Regions from separate parts of the Mus musculus genome. Here region 2 is linked to region 1. A link is a contact called in public Hi-C data. All regions are on one chromosome and are shown on one strand. Each heading gives the region's core, a stretch centred on a gene start, on an enhancer-like site or on the middle of the called end of the contact. The rest is flanking DNA. Distances are from core to core; before and after follow the strand shown.

The links. Hi-C and Micro-C count contacts between places; a contact is called where the count stands out from the background.
Region 2: a contact with region 1 is called in a Hi-C map of the HPC-7 cell line, with 3 times the contacts expected there. The contact joins the enhancer-like site here to the promoter of Fdx1 in region 1. A contact is called at or near these places in 4 of 39 promoter capture datasets (the HPC-7 cell line, HPC-7-derived erythroid cells, pre-B cells and 1 more), 1 of 15 datasets of contacts at CTCF or cohesin (the NIH/3T3 cell line), 5 of 484 Hi-C or Micro-C datasets (the G1E-ER4 cell line, the HPC-7 cell line and bone marrow-derived macrophages) and 3 of 9 other capture datasets (adipose tissue, embryonic stem cells and macrophages).

Annotation. Positions count from the first base shown.
Region 1 is chr9:51,958,124-51,964,973 of GRCm38.p6, forward strand. Fdx1 (ferredoxin 1) reads right to left here and starts at 5,479. Exons shown (of 4, transcript NM_007996.2): 1 at 5,148-5,479. The coding sequence starts at 5,344.
Region 2 is chr9:52,352,284-52,359,646 of GRCm38.p6, forward strand. No RefSeq gene overlaps it. Among named protein-coding and RNA genes, the nearest start is that of Gm25562, 65 kb to the left of the region's middle. Within about 2 kb of position 4,473, at least 28 of the 459 cell types and tissues checked have an H3K27ac peak or open chromatin away from gene starts, as enhancers often do. A contact at or near this core is called in the G1E-ER4 cell line, the HPC-7 cell line and bone marrow-derived macrophages, where this site is marked.

The DNA.
Region 1 (6,850 bases), core at 4,229-6,728:
ATCATCTAGTCAAGCCTAAATTGCTTTCCTTTCTACCAAACAGCATTAAAATGTGAGAAGCGGCCCTTATCCTAACACCTGACTCTTTCCCCTCCATTATCAACACTTAGAAGATACAGACTTACAATAAGTAACTCTAATTTTGCCACTACCAATAGATGACAATACCCACTCCCTACCTCCACACCCCCACTACCTCTGTCTCAATAAAAGCCAACCTCACTAGAATTAAAACCCAGAACTAAGTAATTCCAGGGTTACAGATGTCTTTCAGAAGCACAAATCCAATCATTAAATCATTTCACAAAAATGTCAGATGACACTCCTCCCACCCCCAAGTGGATAATGCTGTTGTTAGTATGGCCCTGGATAAAAGGATATTGCTGATTAGAAAGGCCCAATAGAAATGTATTTTAAAATATCAATAAAAATTTTTATCACTCTCTTCAATAAATGAATTCTAATATTTTTAAACTAAAATGATATAAAAATTGCTTATGTAAAAGCAATTACAAAATTAAAAGCAAATTAAAAAATTGCAATTGTAGTTGCCTGCAAAAACTGGTCTATGCCACACCTTTCTTTTAATTGGTGGTACACGAGGTCTTTAGAAACAAGTGCTTTTACTTGCCTAGCACCTCTAGCATGTGTTAGGATTCCCAGGACTGTCAGAAAACAGGGAAAGAGTTCTCTTGTGTGGCTCCAGAGACAGAGTCAGGGAAATGCTCTTCTTTGCCTTAGTTGCAGCCCAGGCTCTGTAGGTCAAGTGTCCTCATACTTGAGGATTTGGGACGATAAACTACCCAACAGCTATTTTCTTTTTTCAAGGTAAAACTGAGAATGACAATAGCTCTCAAGAATAAGAGATTCTATAAAATTACAAATTAAAAAAGGATTTAAGAGGCAAGGATTTGAGCCAATTGGACTACATAGTGTGTATGTGTGTGTGTGTGTGTGTGTGTGTGCATGTGTACTTGTTTGGCTTTTAAAACTTGAAAAACCAGATGGGACTGTCCCAACCCATATGGCAATATGAATCACAAAGCTAAGACATGGACAAATGCCTGGAAACTAAGCTACAGTAAACAGGATGTTTATGGAATTACTCAAAGCCAGGGGCTTAAGAATTGCTGTTCTAGAACACACAAGAGCTAAACTCACAGCAAAAAATAATTTCAAAATCACTTTAACATCAGCCTCTTGTCAAGACAATGTACAAAATGGCTAAACCATAGTAGAGTTCAAACATGGGCTTTTTTTATTTAAAGCCCAAGTTCTTTTTGCTGCTAGGAACCTGAACTGCTACTCGTCGGGGGTATGTATTCAAATGTTGAACCCTGGCCCCCAAGATCTAATTGCAGGTCAGCGAGCACATTCTCATGTAGACCAAGTGATGCCATATAAACCTTGTTTGCTAATCTTCTCTGCCTGGTTAAATAAACATATTTGGCTACAATTACTGGGGAGAATAGGGGTAGGCAGGGTTTTGGTTACTGGGCTGGGGGGGGGGGGTGTCTCAGGACAAGAAGGAAGAGAAGTGGAGAAGAGAAGGAAGACAAGAAGAGGCCAATGTGAGAGGAGATGGACCACGCGCACGTGGCCAGGAGAAGGGCCTCCTAAGGACTGTACCTTAGTCAGGTTGATGGAGCGAAAAAGGAGCCCAAGCAAGACTCAAACAGCACGTAACTTAGGGAGCACAGCTGGAAATCAGCCAGACTAAAATATAGAAAAATAGATTGGGGATAATTGTACAGTAATTCTGCTAAACTTGTTGCATAAATCCATGGGACTCAGTCTTGATTATTGGGGGCCTGACTAGGCCATATTAAGAACTAATAGAGTTAATTAACATTTACAACAGCTACTATGTACTAAAGCAGTGATTTCACTTTCAGAGTGGGACTGACCCCTTCACAGGAATCATGTCAGATATTTTGCATGTTAAATATTTATATTATGATTCATAATAGTAGCAACTTATGAAGTAACAACAAAAGTAATTTTATGGTTGAGGTCGCCACAATACGAAGAGCTGTATTAAAGGGTTACAGCATTAGGAAGGTTGACAAACACTGTACTAAAGGTATGCAACCCTAGTTAACAAATGCTAAGATTAGTAAGTGATTCCTTAAGGACAAGAAAGGAAGCACAAGTAAGACTGGAAAGGTAACTCTTCAAGTGAAAGAGCAGAGAACTTAAGAGCCAGGAAAAAACAGCTTCTGGTCTCACTTCTAACAGCACTTTTACAGAAGTGACCATGGAAACCACTTCAATACGCAGGTAAAACAGAATAGTGACTCTATTGATTAAAGCATTAAAGTATTTTGTTTGTTTGTTTTACAGATTCCTACTTATTTCAGGCTAAGTTCCACTACTCCAATAGCCAAGGATGGCCTTGAACTTGGATCCTCCTGCTTCCATCTCCCAAGTGCTAGAATTACAAGTATGTCACCACACCCAATTTATGTGGTGTCAGAGATCAAACGGCTTCACACACACTACACAAGCACTCTACTAACTGAGCTACATCCTTAGGATAAACTGTTTATAATTTAACAAACTGAGAGAAACAGTTAAAACAGAGTGTTTTTATTCCTTAAAACACTATACACATGTATTTGACTAGAGTTAACTTCTGTCTACTCTCAACAACTGATTAGTCAATTGTACAGACCTTCCCACCCCAGCCCAGCCTCTGCCACATACACACAGCCCTTTCTAAGAGCTAGGTAATATTTCAAGTAGTGCAATAAACGTAATTCTTCTAAACCATATTCACCAATTAAATAGCCACTTGTTCTGCTCAACCCCAGCAGACACATTAACAAGGCCATAGTCCTGTAGGTCTCCAGGCTTCGTGGAGAAAAGCAGTGTTTCTCGACTTCCCTAATGCTGTGGCCCTTTAATACATTTCCTCGTGATGTGGTGAACCCCCCAAACATAAAATTATTTACACAGCTACTTCATAACTGTAATTGTGCTACTGTTATGAAATGTAAATATCTGTTTTCCAGTGGTCTTAGGCCACCTCTGTGAAAGAGTTATTTTACCCCACAAAGGGGTCTCAACCCTCAGGGTGAGAATCACTGCAGTAAAGTATAGCAGCAGTTACCCTTTCACTACATAGCCTGGGGCACTAGCAAGGGAAAAGGGGCAGCCTGTGGCTCCCTTCTTCCCTCATCACCTTTGCTCTCTGAAATGACTCATGAAGTAAGAACCACAGAGCTGCCAGCTGTAGCACTGCAGTATCTCACACGTCTGACACGCAAGAGGGTCCTGCCTCCATCCGCAGCAATACAAGAAGAAAGACTGACACCTGCTGTGCAGCACAAAACCTACTCAAGGTCTAGGTCTGGTTTTGCCAGCTGCTTAATATGGAAAACGCCCACTAACCTACCTATATACTTCTTGGGATTGTCTTAAAAGCACAGTGAAAGAAAGCCCTTTGTGATCAAATTGCTACAAAATATCAGAGTACTTGGGAACAAAAGCTTTCAATACTCACTTACTGAGAACTTACATAAATGTGGAATTTAAAACTCAGTTCCTAGAATTGCTGTCCAAATACAAGTGTGTACTTAACAGGAATGTCCTGCACTGGCAAAGCCAAGCACAACAGGCACTCCCCATGCACTAAGTACTTGAAATGACTGTAAGCCCGAAGCTTAAATACTTTTTAGCTTCACTTGTCTTAATGTTCAATAACCACATATGCCTGGGAGCTGCTGTGTTAACAGCAAAGGTCTGGATAATACGAGCTGGAAAACTTATTTAAGCTCTGTCAAGAAGCAAAGAATCCAAAACCTAATGACAAAATCGTGGGAACCAGTTTGCAAACGCATGTGTGTTCCCTTAAATAGTAGTCACACTGATTATGTACAATGTATGTCACAGCTTAAATCCAGAAAGCACCTGCCACAGAAATTAAGGCATCCATGGGTGAATGGTTGGAGGGGCCAGGAGAACTAGGACTGAATGGTCCTAACAATTTCCCTCTCACGTCATGCAAAATATCTGTATGTACAAATGTATTTGTATGCACAAATGTATGTACACACATTCTTGTTCCTGCTATAAATATAAGTTTTCTGAAGAAGCCGTATCTGCGTTGACTATTTTGCAGACTGATACACCAGGCACAAACATTTGTGTTGTGAAGAGGTGATTGCCACAGATCTAGAGACAGCCAAAGTTACCTTGAGTGAAGGCCTTTAATGGCCACGTATCACCAGACACTATTTCTGAGCTTCATGTTTACCAGGTAAAGACGTTTGGAACATATTATTCGGCTTCCGATCCAAATGCTATCTATGTAAGTTAGCTTTATATAATCCTGTGATCCACTTGGTGTCCCAGCAATATATTTGGCAAGTACATTGATTTGTGACTTTCTTTGGGACTGTGACTACAAAAGTTGAGCTAAGTTCTTCCACCGAGTAACATACAATCCAGGGAAACCTTAATCTGTGTTTCCAGACCAAAACCACTCTTGTTTCACTTTGAAGAAACTTTCATCTTCCCTTTGAAGTAACAGATGTGTTTTGCATTGACATTGACATTATATGATTCTCACCTTGTCCCTACACTTAGAAACCTGTAAGTAAATCTCGTCTTTAGTAAATCTAAGGGGACCGTGCTTTTGAGAACAAATATACCCAGTATCTCCACCCATGGTGGTGGTGGTGGGAATCTCTCATCTCTCTCTCTCTCTCTCAACATTCACCACAGAATTCTCTACACTATGACCCCCAGAACTGTTGCTAAGAGGCAGCTGCCTACTGAGCCCTCACTTTCAATCAGGTGCACGAGCAATGTTACCTTCACGGGGTCGTTTATCCCTTAAATCATCCTATAAGGGCTACACTGTTACCCTGGGTCAACAGGGCGGGTGTAAACCCTACCCTACCTGAAGTCAGCACAAAGGGCCAACACAAAGCAACCCCAATGGCGAAGTCGACAAGGACAACCCACCGAGGAAGCCCCAAAGCCAGCGCCCCACACCGCCCGAGCCAGGCCCAGAAGACTAGGGTCACGGGAAGAGCTCTCCGGCGCGGGGCCAGCAACCGAGAGGCGAGGCGGAAGGGAGTCGCGGGCGGAAACGCAGGCCGCGGGATGAGGGACCCATCGCCGCTGCCGCCGCGCCTCACCTGCTCCGCGCGCGCGCAGACACGCTCAGCGGCCGGCCGGGCCCGGCCTCTGCATGCAGGCGGGGACTCGGGGTCCACGGAGAGATGGCAGTTCCCGCTCCGGTCCCGCAGACCAGCAGCCGACAGCGGTCAAGGCCGCGGAAAGGGACGGAGGCGCAGGCCGCGCGCAGGAGTCGGGCGCCCGGAGCGGCCGCCATAACCCTGTCGGAAGGTTCCGGGTCCCGCGGAGTCCTGCGCAGTGCTGAGGGTCGGGTAGGTCCCGCGTGTCCGGCTGCGAGAGGGCTACACTCCCGCGAGCGCCCTGCGTGTCCTATAACCCGCGGCTGCGCCCCGCCTCGCCGCTGCCACGCCTTCGCGGGGCGGGGCCGAGCACTGTTCCAGGGATCTGGTTAAGAGTTCACCTTGAACTTTTTCTGCAGTCAGCTCTGCGCTCTGGAGCAATTACTCATCAAGGACTGACCAAAAAGCCACCAGATTAACTTTTGCCTTTTGCCATAGACCCTCAAAAACAAAGCAAATTATCACAGTTTCCAACACTTTAGAATACAAGTTACAGCAAAAGGGACCTAGGTTTTTCCTACACAGGACAGCAGAGAGTTATACAAAGTTTTAAAATGCCAATAGGCATTTTTATGAAGAGAGACATGCATAGGTAAAAGCATAAACTATCTCATAATCAATAATTTGCTATTTAGGGCTGCTGAAGAAAGCAGGTAATAACGGTCAGCCTGAACTGACAAACTGAATATATAAAATCCTGAGAAGTTAACAGGAAACTTTTCTTAAATGAGTAACTATTCAACAGACTTCAAAACTAGAAAGCCGACTTTTAAAACGCGCACGTTGTCATTGCTAGTACATTTTTGAAAGAGTTTTTGTGGTCAGATACGCAACCTCCAAACCTAAGTCCTATGTTGATCAGAGACCTTGGATAAATTACTCTTGGAGGATAAGAGTTTCCATGACTGCGGATAAGCTCACACTCAGGGCCACTCTGGAGGTTAGGTGAATTAGGGCAAGGAACTGCGTCACAGACCATGAGCAATACATACATCATCTTGAGCATTCCTGATAAGGTGCTGAAGGACAGAAGCACATGTTGCAAGCGAACTGAAGACAGTAAAAGACTACTTAAATATTCAAGCTGAGGCTGGAGACGTAGCTAGGGGTAAAGAATGTGTGTTGCCCTTGCAGAGAGCCTGGGTTCAAGACTCAGAAACCATAGAGCTGCTCACAACTCTCTGTAACTCCAGTTCCGGGGGATCCAAAACTTTCTCCTGGCCCCTCGGACACCAGGCATGCACATGGTACACATTAGATATAGATTCAGGCAGACACATACATTTGGGAGGAGAAAGGGTATTCTCAAGAGGCTGAGCACACGGCTCACCAGTTAGAGTACTTCTTGAGCTTGCACAGGATCTTATTTGGTTTCTCAGCACCCACTGCAGTTGGCTCCCAACTTAAAACTGTAACTCCAAGTTTCACAGTAATCCTCTGCCCTCGGGCCTCCACAGGCACCCACTGACATGTGGCATACACGTACCTACACACACATATTTTTAAATAAAAATATTTAAAAAGTAATACTTAAGAGGTGCAAAACTGGTCAGGTGTTAAGGACATTTGCCGCTCGTCCAGAGGAGCAGAATTCCGTTTTTAGCACCCATAGTCAGGTAGCTCATGCATGCCCAGAACATGCT
Region 2 (7,363 bases), core at 3,223-5,722, 390 kb after region 1:
CAATACATCTATGCAACAGTATTGATTTCATGGACATTTTCTGAAAGTTTGTAACATTAAGAAAGCCCAAATCTACAGTCCTCAGACAGGTTTCCTCTGCAGAGTCCGTGCTATTGAGATACTCATGCTGTAGGCCAGGCTGACCTTGAACTCAGAGATCCACCAGCCTCTGCCTCCAAGTGCTGGGATTAAAGGCATGTGCCCCTACCGATGGGCCCAAATCCATATTTCTAACCTAACTTGTGGTCTCAGTGATTAGGTATAGGCTAAAACTGTAGGGGAACCGTCTTCTCTTATATATACCATGCTAGTAGCCTATGGTTTCCTACTAGGGGACTGTCATGTGAGTACAGAATAGCTTAAGAATGTGGAAGAATGTGGTTACTCTTTCTGGGATTTAAGGTAACTCCATTTTGGCACTGTGAGCAGGTTCCAGGACATAACCATAGTTACTTCAAACGTCAGTGAGAATATGCTTAGAGATTCCTCACCCAATTACTCATCTCACCCAGAAAAGTTACCTAACAGGAACATTTGTGCTATAGCATTGACAGCACTCACGTTCACACACACACACACACACACACACACACACACACACACACACACACACACACACACACACACACCTTCCTTCTAAAGAAGGAGCCTAAAGATAAAAGCAGTCTGCATGACATAACTGCATTACCAAGGCTTCCATGGAAGGGTGGTTTGACTTGTGGGAAAATGAGGATTTGTTTACATCAGAAGCCTTTCCAAGGAGATCTGGATTCAGACCGAGAACCCGATTGTGGCTGCCTGTTTCTGTTAACCTGTTGCCCATGTTTATCACATTAAACACAAGGAGAAGGGTCTGGATCAGCAATTCCCATCTTCAGGGACTGTGTCTTTGCCAGAATCATTTCCAGTTACTGGTTGGAGGATGCAACCATGACCATAACACCCAGGAGGGGGCAACGAATCTCTGACTTTAATCAGCACTACTAATTCTATATAGGCCATTTGTCTACTCTACAGGGAACTGTGATTTTAAAAATTATTTTAGTCAACATGTAATAACCATATGTACTGATATGTTACAGTCCCTTTTTAGTGTGTAGTTTTGATGCATGTTAGTGTATCTGTCATCTCAAATATCCGTCATTTCTTCATGATGAGGACATTCAAAATCCTGTACTTGAGCTATTTTGAAATGCACAGTAAATAACTGTTAACTGCCATTACTCTGACATTCCTACTCATTGATTTTATTCATAATTTTTGCTGTCTTTTCTGTCAATCACAAACCTTTATACCTTTCCCCTTCTAAGTAACTGCAACCACTACTTTCTCTGCTTCTATGAAGTCAATTACTTAGCTTCTGCATTTAAGTGAGAGTGTGGAACGTTCATCCTTTTGTGTATGACTTATTTCTCCCAATCCCACATTATTCATCCATCAGTAAAAAGGGGTGCTCTGTTCATGACTCGTAGCCACCGAACTTTCTGAAAAGTAACATATCAGCTTCCTAGCCTCAGAAAGCAGCTCATATTCACCCTTTCAGCTCTTTATCAACAGCACTTGGAAATTCCACCTAAGTTTCTATTTATTTTGTCTCTGTGTATCTATCAAGCTTTGGAAGGTATAGAATTTCTTGTAGTTTTGGGCTTACATTTTTTTCTTGGTGCAGTCACTGCAAAACGATGAGGCCAGAGCAAGAAAAAAATAATAAAGGGTAGAGTCTGGAACTCAGCGCTTTGAAGAGCTCAGCCTACACTTGAGGCCCCACTGCCCCCAGGACAGCTTAGTTTAACTTCTCAGCATCATGGACAAGGCAGAGCCTTGGCTTTCTTTTCTAGTATGTTGTAAAATGACTTGGGACTTACAGATGAATGGCTAATCAATGTCCCCTGGAAAATATCAAACTCTGCTATAATTTCCATTTAAATAAACATGTCTTCTGTATTCTACAACAAAATGTGCTTCGATCGCTCATTCAATAGAATTTGAATTTCAGATATTGAAAGGATAGAGTCCTTTATCTTAGAGGTCTTCTATCTTTAAAGATGACCTCATAGATCCAGAGAGCCTTTCAATAAACGTGTTCTCAGTAGTCTTTGAGGGAACTTCGGTCTTAGTGTGTTATTAATGGTCAATGTCAAGGATCCTGGCCACCGAGGGCTTTGGTCACCACCATTATCTATTCCATAGTGAATCAGATTCCATTTAGATTTAGGGTTAAGCCATTTTCTCTGAGAAGGTAGGTGACTTTTTCCTGGGTCGTTTGGGGATATTAATTATCTAGCAAAAGTTAGCTACAGAAGTTAAAATCCAATTAATAAAAAAAGAGAGAAACATTATTTTGAAAGGTCAAAAGTCACGGGGATCAAGAGATTTTGGTAGTCTCTTTTGAACATTTAAACTAGTGCCCTCTCTATGCATCCATGTGCCTTCCCCACCCTCACATGCCTGATTAATGCCCTCTCTGTATGCATCCATGTGCCTTCCCCACTCTCACACGCCTGATTAATGCCCTCTCTGTATGCATCCATGTGACTTCCCTACTCTCACATGCCTGATACCTCTCTTTCTCCTCCCCCTCCCGCTGGGCTGCTTCTTCCTGAATTTGCTCTACTTTGTTCAGACCCAGTCTTTGCTATTATCCATCAAATACATACAGAACTCACATCCTTCCTCGCTGTCAATGAGGTCTCCTTATTGGCCAAGAGTGCCCAGAACTGTATTCAAACCCCAGCTTCACTTCTTATTAACCTACAAAGGCTTTCTTTTGTTTGAATTGGTTTTTAGACATTGTAGTTCCTGGGTAAATATAAAAATAATTTAAATATAATTACATTATGCTTCCAGCCCCTCAGAAAAATCATTTTGTGGTATAAACTTTTAAAGCTACTCTATGTTTTGGTTTGCTCGCACAAAAAACATGATTAATATAAAGGTGTCTAATGATTATCATAAAGGTTAGCTCAGATCAAAGATACTGTGCTTAAGAAGATGTCTGTCACATAAGCTCTCGATAGCACTGCCTGAAAAGCATCACATGGTTTTTACTGAGTTTTAAAAGCTTAGTCAAGACCATTTTTTCTAACTCTACTGACATTTGTTACTGTCCTCTCAGCGGCCGTTCTCAGCTCTCATGTGACTTTTGATATCACACAGGTGGCTTTGGCATAGTGAGAAGAGCCCTGAATTAGGCATCTGTAGTGTGGGATGGAGAGCAGGCGGGCCCTGTCACATACTTGCTAGATTCTGGTAGCTTGAACCTTCTGAGCCCATTTCCTCACAGCAGGGAGGCCACACAGACAGATGTTTTAACCCGTGCCACGTCCTGTTCCAGATTCATTACATGGATCTAACTTTTTCAATACCCTTTACAAACACATTCTGAGGAGGATGCTGTTATCTCTACTGTGTGGATGGGGACACTGGGGCTCAGAAAAGAAGATCTGCTTGCAATGGAGAGGTAGGACAGAAGGCCAAGCATGTGCCTGTGACCACCCCTCATGGAAAGGCTTGTGTTCTCACACGTGGCGTGTAAGGGGGTGCTGGGGGGAGGGAGATGTTTACTGTGTTTGTTTCATATCCCCGTGAGAATGTATACTTCCTCAGAGTATATGGTATGCTTTGGGTCTTGATCTCTACTCTTTTTCCTTAGTACCAATTTGCAATTACAATTCACATTTAATAAATTTCCTGTTGACTTAAATGTGTGCTTTCTCTTCTTTAGCTTTCTCTCCCGAGGGCTTTCTTGCAGCCTGTTACACGAGTGAGTGTCCGGACAGTGATGTCAGAGTGTAGTCACCAACATTAACCATGACACGACACTAATACTAATGGTAAAATCGAAGGCTGCCGTCCACATCCGCAGTAGCAGGCAGTGCGGGTGGATCGCCTCGTTTAGGAGTTGGCCGTCCTAGGAATTGGAAGAAATAGAAGCAGAAGATGAATTACAGATTGCACTTAACCTGTCTTACCGTAGATGGGGAAATTGAGTGCTGGAGTAATTGTGTAACTGTCTTAATGTCACAGGACTAACGGGAGGTGATTCTTAGAAGCCCTGATCTGAATGCTACTGTGTTCAAAAGCCTCCACCGTCTTCAGTTAAAGAGAGACAGGAAAGAGCACAACTGGCATTTCTTAGCCACCTTCTCATTTGTTGTTTTACAATAGTTCACTGTCAAAATTATAATTTTGTAAGTATGGTTTTTAGTTTGTGGTAAAATCCATCATTTAAGCCATCTTCCGTGTACCGTTAAAGTTTACTAAAACACAGTTTATAGCCATCAGCACTATCTGTTTTCAGAGTCTTCCCGTAGTCCACACTACAAACCACAATTGTTTGACATTAACTTCCTTTTCCCCCTTCACCCCATGATGTAAATATGTTTTCTTTCAGGATATGAACAAGACCATTTGAACTCTTGAGGGCTGTCTGGCTGAGAACTTTGGTCACAGAGGCCCTGGTGAATTCTGTACCATCTAGCTGCTAATAGCTGACTCACTGTGGTTTGGGGCCTCGAAGCTTGTCCTATTCTTTCACTTCCTATCTGATAGAGGGCCCTGGGGGACAGGTGGCTTATCCTACCTGAACCAGGCTTTAAAGATTTCTCCTGTCAATTCTCCTCTGTTGCAGCAACATCCTTATGGCAAGGGCGCAGAATTTATGAGTCATCAGCCTTATTTACTTCAGAGCGACTTATAATGGCAAAAGGAAATGGCCGAATTTATTTGACATGGATCCACTGATTCTCAGGGTGAGGACAGAGAATCCTTTATCTTCTAGGCAGAAAGCATCCATGTCTCAGTAATGAATGGAACTGCGATGAAGCGGTTGGGCTGTAAATCCTAGGCTTCATCCATTTGTACACAAGATCACCCTGAAGGCAACTGACAGCCCTGGATCTCTGCTCTTCACTGACCCTTCCCAGAAATCCCTCTGACCATAGATAGTGGCAAACTGCTCATCTGTTTTGTCCAGTTCATGAAATAAACACAGATTTCTGGCCATACCTCACAGATGCTTAATGTTGCATTCTACCTATGCTCTCTGCTCAGTGTCGGTCACCCACACATCCCACTTCCTACCCCTTTGCCATATTGTCTTCCTTTACATACACTATAAAGTCTGTGTTTTGCTGTCTAGCTTTACTGAGTAACCTCTTTGATTTCCCTATGTGCCTTCAGACAATCTTATGTTACTATGAAACCTTCATTAATAAACAATAAAGAGTTGATAATGGTTTTATAAACTTCTTTTGTCCTGGTTGTTATTGATATATAGGTCTAGTCTCACCTCATTTAAAACACTTTTGCTGAGTGACAGTCTGTGACTAAGAGTACCTTAGAGGCCCCAGCTTCTCCTTAGAGCCTCCAGCTTCTCCTTAGAGGCCCCAGCTTTTCCTTACAGGCTCCAGCTTCTCCTTACAGGCTCCAGCTTCTCCTTGGAGGCCCCAGATTTTTCTTAGAGGCTCCAGCTTCTCCTTGGAACACACACACAGAATCAGAGTGGAAATCGAGGGACAAACATGGTGGCTTCTAGAGGCAGAGACAGATGTTGCTTACGTTAGGATGTCATAATGAACAGAGTAAAATGCTTTTAAGTATTCTTTTCCCATGTTTTATAAATGGGATCCAAATCAGACAACAGTTGCATGTCATAATCATTTATACATTTTGTATATATTCCTTTCATCTCTTTTATTTTGTAGGTTTTAAAGAGAGATTGAGATTAATCACACATAATTTCTTGAAACCTAATTTTGCTGATTTCATATTTGAATGCTTTCATCTTTTTTATTATTTTAACTCCTTTATTTCATGTGTATGTGTACATATGGTCTGCATGTCTGTGTGTATGTATACTCTCATGTGTGTGTGCAGGTGTGTGTGTGTGTATGTGTGTGTATGGGTATAGGCACATGTGTGTGGAGGTTGAGGGAATGGTTGGCTCTTTTGAGATAACAGTTTTCCACTATAAAAACTGAGGCATGGCCTCACAATTGAACCCAGAGCTCACTAAAGCAGGCTTGCATCCCTTGCTCCAGAGATCTTGTCTCTGCATTTCACATACTGGAATCACAGGTAAGCTCTTTATGCTCACCTGAAATCTCCATAGGTACAGAGGACTTCAACTCCTGTCCTCAGATGACTAGAGGGCAAGTGCTTTAACCATTGAGCTATCTCCCCAGCCCCCATTTCATAGTTTTCTTAGGCATGCGTCTCTCTCAAGCATTCCATATAAAGTTATCCTTAAGTAGGAAGGCAGAGGATGTCCTCCGTGGTTGTCACCTGCCCCTGAGATCCAGTGTCTGGTTCCTGACTAGGGAATGTCAGAGTGGAGCAAGTGTAAGTCATTTGACCAACTCCTCCAGGAGAGTGACTAACGCAGCTCCAGCCAGACATGAGGCCTCTAACAGTCCAACCCATGCACTTTGTACTACAGAAAAACAATGAGAACAAGACTGTCATTTCCATCATATATGTGTTCTTCCTAACTATTGACTCAGGAATTTGACTCTGTTTTCTATGTATCCTCTGTTTGCAATGGATGAACCATGCTCTTTTTATGGTGCATAATATTACCCAGGATGGCAGTAATTTTGCATGCAAATGAAGTAGAGGGATCTGGGAGAGACTATTTGCATATTCATGGGAGTGGGGAAAAAAGAGCTGGCCTCAGAGCCTTTTCACCTGTGTTCCCTTTGGCTCTGAGACAACAGGCGGGCAGCTTGATGGCTATCGGGGTCATAGTTAAATCATCTCTAAACTTCTAAGACTTGCTCCTTAAAATCTAGCTTGCAATTCTAAAATGCTCAGCTGAACTAGGGTGTAGTTGGTACTGTAACAAGAGTCTTTTCAAGTTCTTCAGCTAATCTGATTTTTTTGCTGTTTTAAAGGTTAAAAATATATATACTTTATTTGCATAAAGTTGCAAAACAAACAATGAAAATTAAAAAAAGTGAAAATTAATATCCACAAGAGCATAGGAGACACGGGGTAGGAAGGAAAGAGGGATGGAAAGATACATCTAATTACATAATTTGTCTTTGAAATTATGTTAGTATTTAAAAAAAAATCAAACAACAAAGGCAAATAAAAAGATTTACATCTCCAAAGTGAGGAACACAATGAAACAAATCTAAGCGGTTCCTGATTTTGTGACAGTGATTTTAGTGGTGGTGGCTTAGAAGTGATACAAAGGACTTTTCTGATTGGCCAGTGGCTCAGGGTTTTGGCTTAGGAAACCAGATTAACTGCCTTCTGCCGTTAGGTTATCTTTAAAATATGACCCCAGGGCAATTGTGCTCAGTTCCATCAAGTTGAGTTAAAGAAAGAAAACAGAGCGTGTGAACATTCCTTTAATGGA